Regions from separate parts of the Mus musculus genome. Here all the other regions are linked to region 1. The links are chromatin contacts, called in public Micro-C and promoter capture Hi-C maps. All regions are on one chromosome and are shown on one strand. The core of a region is the stretch at or near the end of the contact, and the rest is flanking DNA. Distances in the headings are between cores, read along the strand shown.

Region 1 (2,653 bases), core at 79-2,578:
ACATGACCACAAGGCATTTTCAGCAACTCCCAAATCCCTTACTGCTGCAAAACTTCCCATAGCGTTCTACACCTAAGACTATTTAACAGTGTTGATTTTAAACCAGTTGAAATTGCTTTGTCTATCAACCCAATCATCTCCAAGAATTCAAACCCTTCAAATTGCCTTCTGACACAGCTAGAGGTGCGTTGAGGAAGCTGAAAGGAATACAAAAACTCGAGTTCGGAGGCTCATCCCTTGACCTAAATTGCTGTTGCCAGGAGATGCGGTAGTAATGCAGTGATTTGCAACTGAGGATGTATTTTACCTAGAAATAACCAAAGGCTACTAAATCCCTTATTGTCTCCCAACTATGCCTGCAGTAACAATTTCAATATCTAAAAGCCTAATGATTCTAATTCGGCCTTTGTTGTTTGTTTTTTTGTTTTGTTTTGTTTTTGTTGTTTTTTTCTTTAATGCCTGCCACCCCACGGACATCTTTCCCAGATCAACATTTGCAAACGAAGAAAGAAAAAAAAAAAAAATCAAGGTTTAGGAACGAATTTACTCCCGCTTGGAAAGGCCATAATTATGCTTCTTTACAAATCTTGGTAGGTCTCGAAGTTAAGTTTACGCCAGTCCACAGACCTATACCTTACTGTCCCCAACCCAATTAACGGCCTGTAAACAACAGCAGTTATTTATGCCCAGAGAAAGCTCAATGGCTCGCCTCAACAAAAAAGGCGTCTTTGATAAGAAAGGGCGCCCTTTACCAGGGGGAAGACTAGGTTAGACAGTCGATAAAGGGCTTGTTTGTCACAATGGGAAAACGGAGAGGCGATCCCCAGGATGATCGGGGCGAGCAAAAGCCAAGGCTTCCATAGCCCCGGCCTGAAAACCGCTGGCCCAAGCCTTCCCCGCCCCAGCCCTCTCCCCCGGGGGCCGGGCCGGCCCTGCGCCTGCACAGGCCCCGAGACAAGCAAAGCGCAACCCCCACAAAGCGCCCGGCTGCGGAGCGGGAAGCCAGGAGCAAAATAGGAGGAAAGCCGAGCCGAAGAAGCGGCGTGAATAGGGATGAAGCCGGGGACGCGGCCTCATCTCAGCCCCGGAGGCCCCTGGAGAAATGAGAGGCAGGAAGGGGCGAGAGCCGGCTTGCAAGGTGGAGCGGAGAGCAGAAGGAAGGAGAGCCAGGAGGCCGGGAGGGAGGCGGCCCCGGGCTCGCGGCGAGCCCTCCGGGGGCGTGGGTGGTCCTCGGCGACGCCCGTGTTTACCTGAAAGTCTCGGTCCTCGTTGAAGCGGGAGAAGCGGTCCGCCATTTTGCCGCTCTCACTCCTCCTCAGGACGACGCTCTCCGGTTCGCTCCTCCCCTCCCGCTACGCCCGCCCCCTCTCTGTTTCCACGCCCCCTCCCACGCCCACCGGGCGCGCGCAGCAGGCGTGGGGAGGGGGGTGGAGGATGTGTGCTTGGCGAGGGATTGTTGGGGGGGTGTTGGGAAGAGGAGGGAACAGGAATTCGTTCCGACGGGAATCCCGAAGGCGCGCAGGCCTGGAGGCGGAACCTTCCTCTCACATCGCTCGGTTTCACGCCCGGCCCCGAGCGACCCCAGCGGGCCGCGCATGCGCACTCGCGCCGGCGCGCGTAAGCGCTTCCGGAGGGAAAGATCAGCAGGGCAGAGCATTTGGGGGCCTGGGAAGTATTCACTTGCTCCCTTAGCAGTGTTCAGAAGTCTTTCTTTCTTATGCTCTTGTTTACGGTCAAGCCCATCCCGTATTTGTAATAATATACAGTGTAATGCTATACAGTAGCATGAGATCTGACTTTACAGCTAGAGTACTTTTAATGTTTTTTTGTTTTGTTTTTGTTATTTTGTTGACAGGGTTTCCTGTAGCTCTCTATGTAGTAGAGGCTCGCCCCCCGATGTCCAAAGAGGGTATTTTTAAAATTAATACATAATAATGTTACTTAAGAGGTACCAAAAAAATCTCTCAAAGGGCTTCCATTCCAGGCAGGAAGTCAGATAACCAATAAATTAACCTAATAGTTGTAAATATAAACGAGTGTCTATTCCTGCTTGAGGCTGAGGGGAAATTAAGTCAAGCTTATCCTTGGCTACATAGGAAGTTCAAAGCTAGCCTGGGCTATAAGACATTGCTTCAAATAACAAAATCTAAGTGACACTGTGGGGGGGGGGGACTGTAATGAAAAGAATGACCTATCTTAAAGCTACATATAAATCAAGGCATAACAAAGGGATCACAACCTTGAAGAAGAGAGAAACTTAAACACATGGCTACCAAGAGCTTGACGTTTTTTTCTTACTATTTTCCCTCCCCCTCCCACTCCTCTCCCCCCTCCACACATATATATTCATGTTCAGAGTCATTGGATCCCCTGAAGCTAGAGTTACAGTTAAGAATCACCATGTATGTCAGTGCTAGAAACAAACCCAGGTGCTCTGCATGTGGAACAAGTGCTTTTAACTGCTTAGCCATCTTTCCAGCTCTTGTTTTCTTTAATGTTTTCACAGGGTGGGGGAGTGAGGGGGGGCTGTTTAATTTTACCTAGTGTAAGACTGCTTCGCCTACATGAATGAATGAATGTATGTATGTATGTATGTATGTATGTATGTATGTATGTATGTGTATCAGCTCTTAACAGCTGAGCCATCTCTCTA
Region 2 (2,653 bases), core at 77-2,576, 470 kb before region 1:
TCGCTCTGCCCCACCCCCACCCAAGCCTCTGAGAGGGCGGGGCCGCCCGTGCCCACAGGAGAACGGCAGTGCCAGGCAAGCTAGCCTGGTTCCGTGCCAAGGTCCCCGGGCCCAGTCATCACGAAACCAGCATCACGGCGCCCAAAAGCCTAAACCTAAGGCCCTCCCACTCCCACCTCCACACGCACATCCGCCACCAAGCTATCCAACCCCCGTCCCCCGGGTGTGTAGGTGAAGCCCGCCAGCTTCAAAGAGAGAGATTTCCTCCATCCTCCCACCCACCCCCGCTCCATCGGTGCAGACTCAGAGAGGTGCGAAAGACGAACGCCTGACAAAGGCACTTTGGAGCCGGACACGGTTATGGGGAGAACTGTAGATAACTGAGGACTGGAGGATGGGGTCTAGGGAGCCGGCGGACGTGCCCGCACTCACAATCAGATTGCCCCCGCCCCTTCAATTCAGCCCTAACCCGCCGGGCGCTAGGACCTAGGAAGGAGGGGGCGTGTTGCGAGCCATCAAAGAAGGTTCTTTGCTTGCGTGCCCGCCGGGACTAGGGGATGAGGTCACTGAATGACTGCCCCCCCCCACGTCCCCCAGGTCTTCATTCCCCACTACCCCTTAGTTGACCTAACTTTCTGACCCTGGCTCCTTGCTTCTGGTGCTGATTCCCTCTGGAATCCCCATACCTTAAACCCTGGCTCCAAAACCCTGCAACCTCCTGGACCTGGCCTGGCACTCTAGGTTAGCAGACCGCCCCTCTCCAGAACCCTCTCTCAGGAATGACTGAGGTGTTGGTCTCTTGGGGTGCAGGGTGCCAAGGGACCCAGTACAATCTTAGTCTAGCTCCCCCAGGGCCGGAAACGCCAGTAGCACGGCTCTTACGTAATGCCGGGATCCGAAGTCCCCCCCCCCCCCCAACCCAACACAGACCCTGGAGAGGCCGCGCAAATACCTGTGCTCCTCTCAGCTCAGCGTCTCTGTGTCCGGTGTCCCTCTGGAGCCCTCATCGCTGGCATGGGAACCAGCATCCCTGGGATGAGGGGTTCGGTTCTCCCTACCGGCATCACACACAGAGAGCCCAGTGCTGCAGCTGGAGAGGGAGTGGGGCGACTTGGGGAAGGGGCCCAGGAGTTTGGACCTGGAGAATAGGATCCCCAAGTGTAGGTGATAGGTCGAAAAGGAGGCAAGGGTTCTGAGGTGGGTGCTGGCCCAGGGGCCTAGGAATACCTACCTGCGTTTTGGGGAGCCCCTAGCTTGGGGCGATTCCGCGCAGCCCGGCGCTCCGCGGTTATTGCTTGTCAATCGCTAGCCGCGCTCTTAAAGCGGCAAGGTCTCCTAGGAGCGAAGGGGCGGAGACAGAAAGGAGAGGGCTGGGACACGGAAGGGACGCGGCAACCTACGGTCCACTGTAAAGTAATCTCCCAGGAGCAGGCGGGTGGGCGGGGAAGTGGTGGTTAACAGGCACCGCAAAGCCCACGACCCCCAACTCTGAGCAGGACCAACGTGTGTTACTTGGCGCGTAGGAATTCTTTAAAAGGGCGATGATGTTTAATAAAAGAAAGGGGGGGAAACTGAGCGCGATGGGATCACCCCCCTTAACGGGACCGCTTAGTCCAGCGTACCAGTCCCCTGAACGCTTCGTCTGTCCTTTCCTAACACAGTTTTGGAAAAGCAAGGGGACATCAGGACACTAACTCTGGTAGGGGATAAGCCTGGGGGTGGCGTTATAGTCATACGGCACATGCCTGCTTCTAAGAAAATTTGAAGAAAAACAGAAAATTTAAGAGAGTGGGACTGTGTTTTTTCATGAAAGGGACCAAGATCCTAATTTTAGCCTTGACGCGGGAAGTTGATCCTTGCCTCTGTTTAAGGCACAAGAGCAGAAGAAACAGTCTCTCCCTCCTAAATCCCGTTTCAACAAATAAGTAGTGACGGCGTCCGGCTCCATTGGTGGGTTGAACGTGCAGGAGAGGCCCTAGATTCTATTTCAGGCAGCAAAACGAAGAAAGCAAAGGGTTAAGCCCGCTAGCCCGCCTTGCTCAGCCTCTGGCTCCTCCCAGACCTGCTAGTAAAAGATACTGCACAGCCTCAGACTATTGGTGGCCCCAAGTGGAAAACAGCCTTCATTCAGTCTGTGCAAGCCGGGGCCTTCCCTGACTTGGGTGCCCCCTAACCCCTCCGCTACCCTATGGAATAGGCGCTCGGTGGGGAGCGGGGCGTTTATATCTTCCTCTTATAACTGAGCTTCTAAGATCCTGGAAACTTGCTTGGAAATCTCGAAAATGAATTGACTTGAGGATTCATGTCTAGATGTGGTCCCAGCCGACCCTGTTAGCAAAGGGAAGCAGTTGGGAATTGGTGTAGGGAAAAGCCAGCGATGGGTCAAAATGCTAAAGGCTGTTAAGTAGCCCACGTCTCTTATTCCTTAGAGAAGAGAAAGTTTTGTAGCGACCCCAGATGGTGGTGGTTGGAACTACAGGCTTCTGTCTGAGGAAAAAGGCTTCCAAACTAGATCTTCCTAATTAAACTCAGGACAAGAGGTCTCCTTCCTCGGAGACTCCCTTGGATCTTACCCACTCACCTCTGCTTAGAGAATCTGTTTGCACTTAGTTGGGTGGGGGAGAGAAATCTTGATTCCTCCCAAAACTTCTCA
Region 3 (2,653 bases), core at 83-2,582, 410 kb before region 1:
TGAACTCAGACAAGATTTTCTTTTCTTCTTCTTCTTCTTTTTAAAAGATTTATTTATTTATTTTATGTATATAAACATCTACATACTGTAGCTGTACAGATGGTTGTGAGCCTTCATGTAGTTGTTGGGAATTGAATTTAGATGGCTCCGGTCAACTCTGCTTGCTCAGTCCCTGACTCACTCTGGCCCAAAGATTTATTTATTATTATAAATAAGTACACTGCAGCTGTATTTAGACACACCAGAATGATGGCATCAGATCTCACTATGGGTGGTTGTGAGCTACCATGTGGTTGCTGGGATTTGAACTCAGGACCTTCGGGAGAGCAGTCAGTACTCTTACCCGCTGAGCCATCTCACCAGCCCAAATGAGATTTTCTTAAGACAGGGTTTAGGCCAGGCAGTGGTGGCGCATGCCTTCAATCTCAGCACTTGGAGGCAAAGGCAGGCAGATCTCTGAGTTCAAGGCCAGCCCAGTCTACAGAGTGAGTTCTAAGACAGCCAGGGCTACACAGAGAAACCCTGTTCCTTAAAAGAAAAAGAGCAGGGTTCCTTAGCTTAGGCTGGCCTTGAATTGCTTATAAAGTCAAGGATGACCTTGAGCCTGATCCTTCTGATTCCTCCATGTGGAGGACATTCCCAAATGTGGCCATCACCGCCCCCCCCCCCGTTCATTTTGTTTTGTTTTGTGTTTTTGTCTATTTTTTTAGGTTTATTGTTGTTGTTGTTGTGTTTCTTGTTTTTTGAAGTGGGATCATCTCTCTATAATATGTAGCCCCTTGGCTGTCCTGGAACTCTCAAAGTAGACCAGACTGACCTTGAACTCGTGGATACAGGCCTGCCTCTGCCTCAGGAGTTCTGGGTTTTATCTTTTGAGACAAGGCTCCCCCGCTATGTAGCCTATGTTCTCCTCCTGCCCGGACCTCCAAGGAACTGAGAGTACAAATATGTCACACCAAGTCCTGCTTGACAACAGGACTTTGTATCCATATGCTGCAGTGAGGACCACACCCCCTGTGTTCAACTTTCCCAGACTCCTTCCAACTCAAATCACTTGCATGACCCTGCAAATTCGCACGCACACCTAGGACATCTGAGCGCTTTCTAAATCCAGCATTTTGGTAGCAGATCAAAGAGCTCCACCACTCTAAATCTGACCTTCGTGACCCTCACTAACGGTTCCGTACCCCCATACACAAGGGGCGGAGAAGTCTAGAGGCGCCACCCTCTGGTCTGTGACTTGCCACACCTCAAACGCACCCAGAAGCCACTCCGGGCCTCCTATCCCATCCCGCCCCGAGTCTGATCCAGCCCAGATCAGCGGCAAGTTAAGAACCCCTAGTGCTGTGCGCTCCAGAGCGACCGTCACCTGTGGGTGGGGGGGACGAGTGGGTTTGGTTGTCGTCATGGCGACGGCGTGGGTGGCCACAGCCCTGCGGTCTGCTGCAGCGGCCAGAAGGTTGCGCAGCCCGGGAGGTCCTGGGGGCTCACGGAGACTGAGTGGCAGCGCGCGGCGGCGCGGGGCAAAGAGCGCCAGCCCGGGACGCCGGCTCAGCACCGCCAGGGCTCACGCAGAGGACGCCGAGGGCGCTAAGGGTCGTGTCCAGTCTCCTGCGGTCGAGGAGCCGTCGTGGACACCGCTTCCAACGCCCCTCGAATCCCCTGCGCCTCCCGCCGGCAGATCACTGGTGCAGCGGGACATCCAGGCCTTCCTGAACCAGTGTGGTGCCAGCCCGGGGGAAGCACGCCACTGGCTCACGCAATTCCAGACCTGCTACCATTCGGTGGACAAGCCCTTCGCCGTCATGGAGGTAAGCCGATCCCGGTGTCGTCGTGTCACTGTCATGAGATGGTGACTGTTCAATAGTACGTCGTAGGTCTCAGCATGCCTAACTGTGAATCTGGAGAGCAGAGGCGTTGAGTTAGTGCTGGGGATGGAGAAAGCCATAAGGCTACGAAAACCGCCCTTGGCGCTAAGGAGAAGGCTGGGAAGCCCGGGCCTCCAGAAGTGATGTCTGACAAAGGCCTCTCACCGTGGAAGCAGTTAGGGGTTCAGTCGGCTGAGCTGTCGCACTACCCCTCCCCCCAAGGTGTCCCAGAGTCCAAGGCCGCTGGGAGGAGCTGAGGGAGGAACATTAGTGCTAGATAAGGGGGTGGCTAAGACCCAACGGGCAAAGGGCGGAGCAGTCGGCCAAAAGTGGGGCCCAATGGCTCCTAAGTAGAATGTGGTCACTGAGGGTCCTAAAGCCCGATTAGGAACAGGCGGCTTAGAGTCAGTGTCGCGTCCCTGAACGTCCACTTCTGTACAGGTCGATGAGGAGGTGATCCGGTGCCCGCAGGCGGTATCCCGCCTGGCTTTCGCCCTGGCCTTCTTGCAACGCATGGACATGAAGCCACTGGTGGTTCTGGGGCTGCCTACCCCCACGGCACCTTCTGGCTGTCTTTCCTTCTGGGAAGCTAAGGCGCAGCTTGCTCAGAGCTGCAAGGTGCTGGTGGATGAACTAAGGCACAACGCGGCTACTGCTGTGCCCTTTTTTGGCGGCGGATCAGTACTGAGCGCTGCGGAGCCAGCTCCCCATGCCAGGTTAGTGTCAACCCAACCTGCCCCGGCATCCTCAGAGAGGGCGGACCACTCTGCTGGCCCTGCCCTGGT
Region 4 (2,653 bases), core at 61-2,560, 370 kb before region 1:
TAGGTAAATAGTGGATAGTCCATACCTATAATCTCAGCAATCCTAAGGTATTGGGAGTTTGAGGCCAGCCTGGGCCAGATCTACCTCAAAAATAAATAAACTAGAGCTTAATCCCAGCAGAGGGAGAGGGGCAGGTGGATCTCTGAACTTAATTAAGTCCCGCCTGGTCTCCATAGTGACAGGACAGCCAGGGATATGTCTAAACAAACAAACAAACAAAAAACATCTGTGTGAAATTTTGGCTTCTTGAAGCAATTAAAAAACACTTTCTTTATTTCATATCTTCATTTTCAACCACCCTTCAGACTTCAAGAACAAAGTTGCTTGAGACACTAAGAAATCCAAGGGTGTGGTCTCATGCCCTTGGGAGTCTCAGCACTTGGGAGACAGAGGCAGGCTGATCTCTGGATATGAGAGCTAGGCCTGGTCTATAAAGTGAGTTCCAAGATTGCCAGAGGTACACATAGAAACCATGTCTTGAAAAACAAAACAAAACTAACCAAACAAAAAGCCGGGCATGGGGCATGGTAGTGCATGCTTTTAGCCTTAAATTCCAGCACTCCGGAGGCAAAGGCAGGAGGATCTCTTGAGTTTAAGAGCAATCCCTGTCTAGAAACACTCCCCACTCCCACCTCGCCACGGACGTGCAAAGAAAGGAGGGAAAAAGAAATCAAAGAAGTATATCAACAGGCTCCTTCCTTTGCTCTAAGCAGATCTCCCCTAGGACTGTGTCCCTCCTAATAATGCAAAAACTGTAGGCGTGTGCCCTTCCTCTTTTCATGGAAATACTATCTCTTTCTTGATTTAGCTGCCCAATAAGAATTTTAAATGGCAGGAGGGTGGTAGGGGTGAGAGCAAGGCAAGTTTCTCGCACATAACATACACACACATGTTAAGCTCTGGATTCTTGAAGGAAGACGTGGATGAAATAGAATGGGAGAATCCTGAGCTAGAGACAGGTAGATGTCAACTAAGACTGTGTGCAACTGGAGGTCGGGCTTTGACTCCCTTCTCTCCAAATGGTCCAGATTTGAGAAAAATGGGTAGTGATGTTGGAAAACAGAGATCAGATCCAGAAGAAACCCTCGCCCTGGAGATTAGACATCGACTTCGCAGCAGCAGAACAAGGAACCGGGACACAGAGCTGGTTCCCAGGTTCATCGGTCCCCTGACCCGGAACAGCAGCGGGTTTCTGCACTACGCTGGCAGCCCACGTGCTAGCAACAGCGGCCACGTGGGGCCTTGAGGAAACGCCTTCGCAAAGGTTTGTCCCCTCCGCTGTCCAGTAGAGAGGAAGGCCGAGGAAGAAAGCCGGAGGAAACAGTACCAGCTACGGCTCCAACTCGCGCGTGTCAGGGACTGCGGGGGCGGGGCGGGGCGGGGGTGGGGCTTGGTTTAGACCCCCGGCGGGTAGGGCGGGGCCGGGGGCTAGAAAGGGTGGGCTCTAGAGGGCCAGCAGGTAGCCGCTTCATTTCTGCTAAGGTTCCTCGACTTGCACCCTACAACGGGCTCCAGGCTAGAGGACTCCTGATTCACCATGGAGTCCACGCTGAGCGCGGGCATCATAATGGCTGAAGCACTACAGAACCGGCTTCCCGGGCTAGAGAATATGTGGCTCTGGGTCACCTTTCTGGGCGATCCTAAGAATCTTTTTCAGTTCTGCTTCCCCGCGGCCTACTACGCCTCCCGCCGCCTGGGCATCTCCGTGCTCTGGATCACCTTCATTGCTGAGTGGCTCAACCTTGTCTTCAAGTGGTGAGACAGAGAGAAGCCTTCGGGCATCCTGGTCCCCTTATCCCTTTGGGGCCCTGATCTCCCTCAAGTAGTTACCTCAAAGGCAAACACTTTTCTACCTATTCTTATCCCCTTAGGCCCTAGTCTTCACCTCAGATCTCACAGTTCACCCATCCTCAACTATCCGGATCAGAGAAACGACTTAAGGGGCGTGTTCAACTGCAAATACAGTCTCCGCCTCAGACCTACTGATTTCGTAACTCCAAATTTAGTTGTAGTTGGAAATCTGCGTTTTAGCAGTTATTACTAGAAATGTAGGTAGCCGAAAATCTTCTTTCTTAGCTGAACATCTTATTCATCTATCCATTTGTTTGACATTAAACTAGGCACCAGTTTCATTAAGATGTGGTCCCTGGTTTAAGCTCAAAAGCAGAGTCAATGCTTGAAGACTTACTAGAAATACAGACTCTAAAGCTCCAGGCCAGATCTGCACTTTAACAAGCCCCCCACCCCCACCCCCGATTATAATGTGCCCAATGAAATTTAGAAGCCACTCAATGCCAGTCACTAAAGGGAATCCTTACCCTACCTGCAAGGAACACTTTTCTTCTCTCCCCAGTACTTAGTCTAGCTTTCTCATTCTAAGAAGCCAGTGGCCCCACACTGCTGGGCCTCCTGCAGCCCTTGGGGTTTATCTGGGCCACCGTGTTTGTTTGCTTGTTTGTTTTTCTGTCTTTTCGGAGTACAGAAGGGAGTTACTCAACACTGCTGTTGCCCAGGCTCCCCAGCCTTGAAGGAGGAAGCAAGGATCATAAAGAGACATAGAATAAGCTAACATGACAAGCTGGAAAGCAGACAATTTGTCCCTCTCCCTCCCGCCCTTCTCCACAAGGGCTTGTAAAGCTAAAAGCGGTTGTCT

The links. Promoter capture Hi-C pulls out the DNA fragments that hold promoters and counts their contacts. Hi-C and Micro-C count contacts between places; a contact is called where the count stands out from the background. Capture Hi-C pulls out chosen DNA fragments and counts their contacts.
Region 2: a Micro-C map of embryonic stem cells shows a contact between it and region 1, with 2.7 times the contacts expected there. The contact joins the promoter of Mpp2 here to the promoter of Gpatch8 in region 1. A contact is called at or near these places in 1 of 39 promoter capture datasets (pre-B cells), 3 of 484 Hi-C or Micro-C datasets (the C2C12 cell line and embryonic stem cells) and 1 of 115 datasets of contacts at active chromatin or transcription factors (embryonic stem cells).
Region 3: a promoter capture Hi-C map of pre-B cells shows a contact between it and region 1. The contact joins the promoter of Nags here to the promoter of Gpatch8 in region 1. A contact is called at or near these places in 3 of 39 promoter capture datasets (embryonic stem cells, neutrophils and pre-B cells), 3 of 115 datasets of contacts at active chromatin or transcription factors (bone marrow-derived macrophages, large pre-B cells and pro-B cells) and 1 of 9 other capture datasets (liver).
Region 4: a promoter capture Hi-C map of liver shows a contact between it and region 1, with 2.4 times the contacts expected there. The contact joins the promoter of G6pc3 here to the promoter of Gpatch8 in region 1. A contact is called at or near these places in 2 of 484 Hi-C or Micro-C datasets (CD8 T cells and regulatory T cells), 2 of 115 datasets of contacts at active chromatin or transcription factors (memory CD8 T cells and pancreatic cancer cells) and 3 of 9 other capture datasets (adipose tissue, liver and pancreatic islet).

Annotation. Positions count from the first base shown.
Region 1 is chr11:102,554,830-102,557,482 of GRCm38.p6, forward strand. Gpatch8 (G patch domain containing 8) reads right to left here and starts at 1,329. Exons shown (of 8, transcript NM_001159492.1): 1 at 1,251-1,329. The coding sequence starts at 1,295.
Region 2 is chr11:102,087,189-102,089,841 of GRCm38.p6, forward strand. Mpp2 (membrane protein, palmitoylated 2 (MAGUK p55 subfamily member 2)) reads right to left here and starts at 1,327. Exons shown (of 13, transcript NM_016695.4): 1 at 1,232-1,327.
Region 3 is chr11:102,144,181-102,146,833 of GRCm38.p6, forward strand. Nags (N-acetylglutamate synthase) reads left to right here and starts at 1,333. Exons shown (of 7, transcript NM_145829.2): 1 at 1,333-1,811; 2 at 2,310-2,584. The coding sequence starts at 1,407. It overlaps Gm11586 (a long non-coding RNA gene), which reads right to left and starts at 2,127. Exons shown (of 3, transcript XR_880227.3): 1 at 2,034-2,127; 2 at 1,370-1,901.
Region 4 is chr11:102,188,389-102,191,041 of GRCm38.p6, forward strand. G6pc3 (glucose 6 phosphatase, catalytic, 3) reads left to right here and starts at 1,311. Exons shown (of 6, transcript NM_175935.3): 1 at 1,311-1,755. The coding sequence starts at 1,538.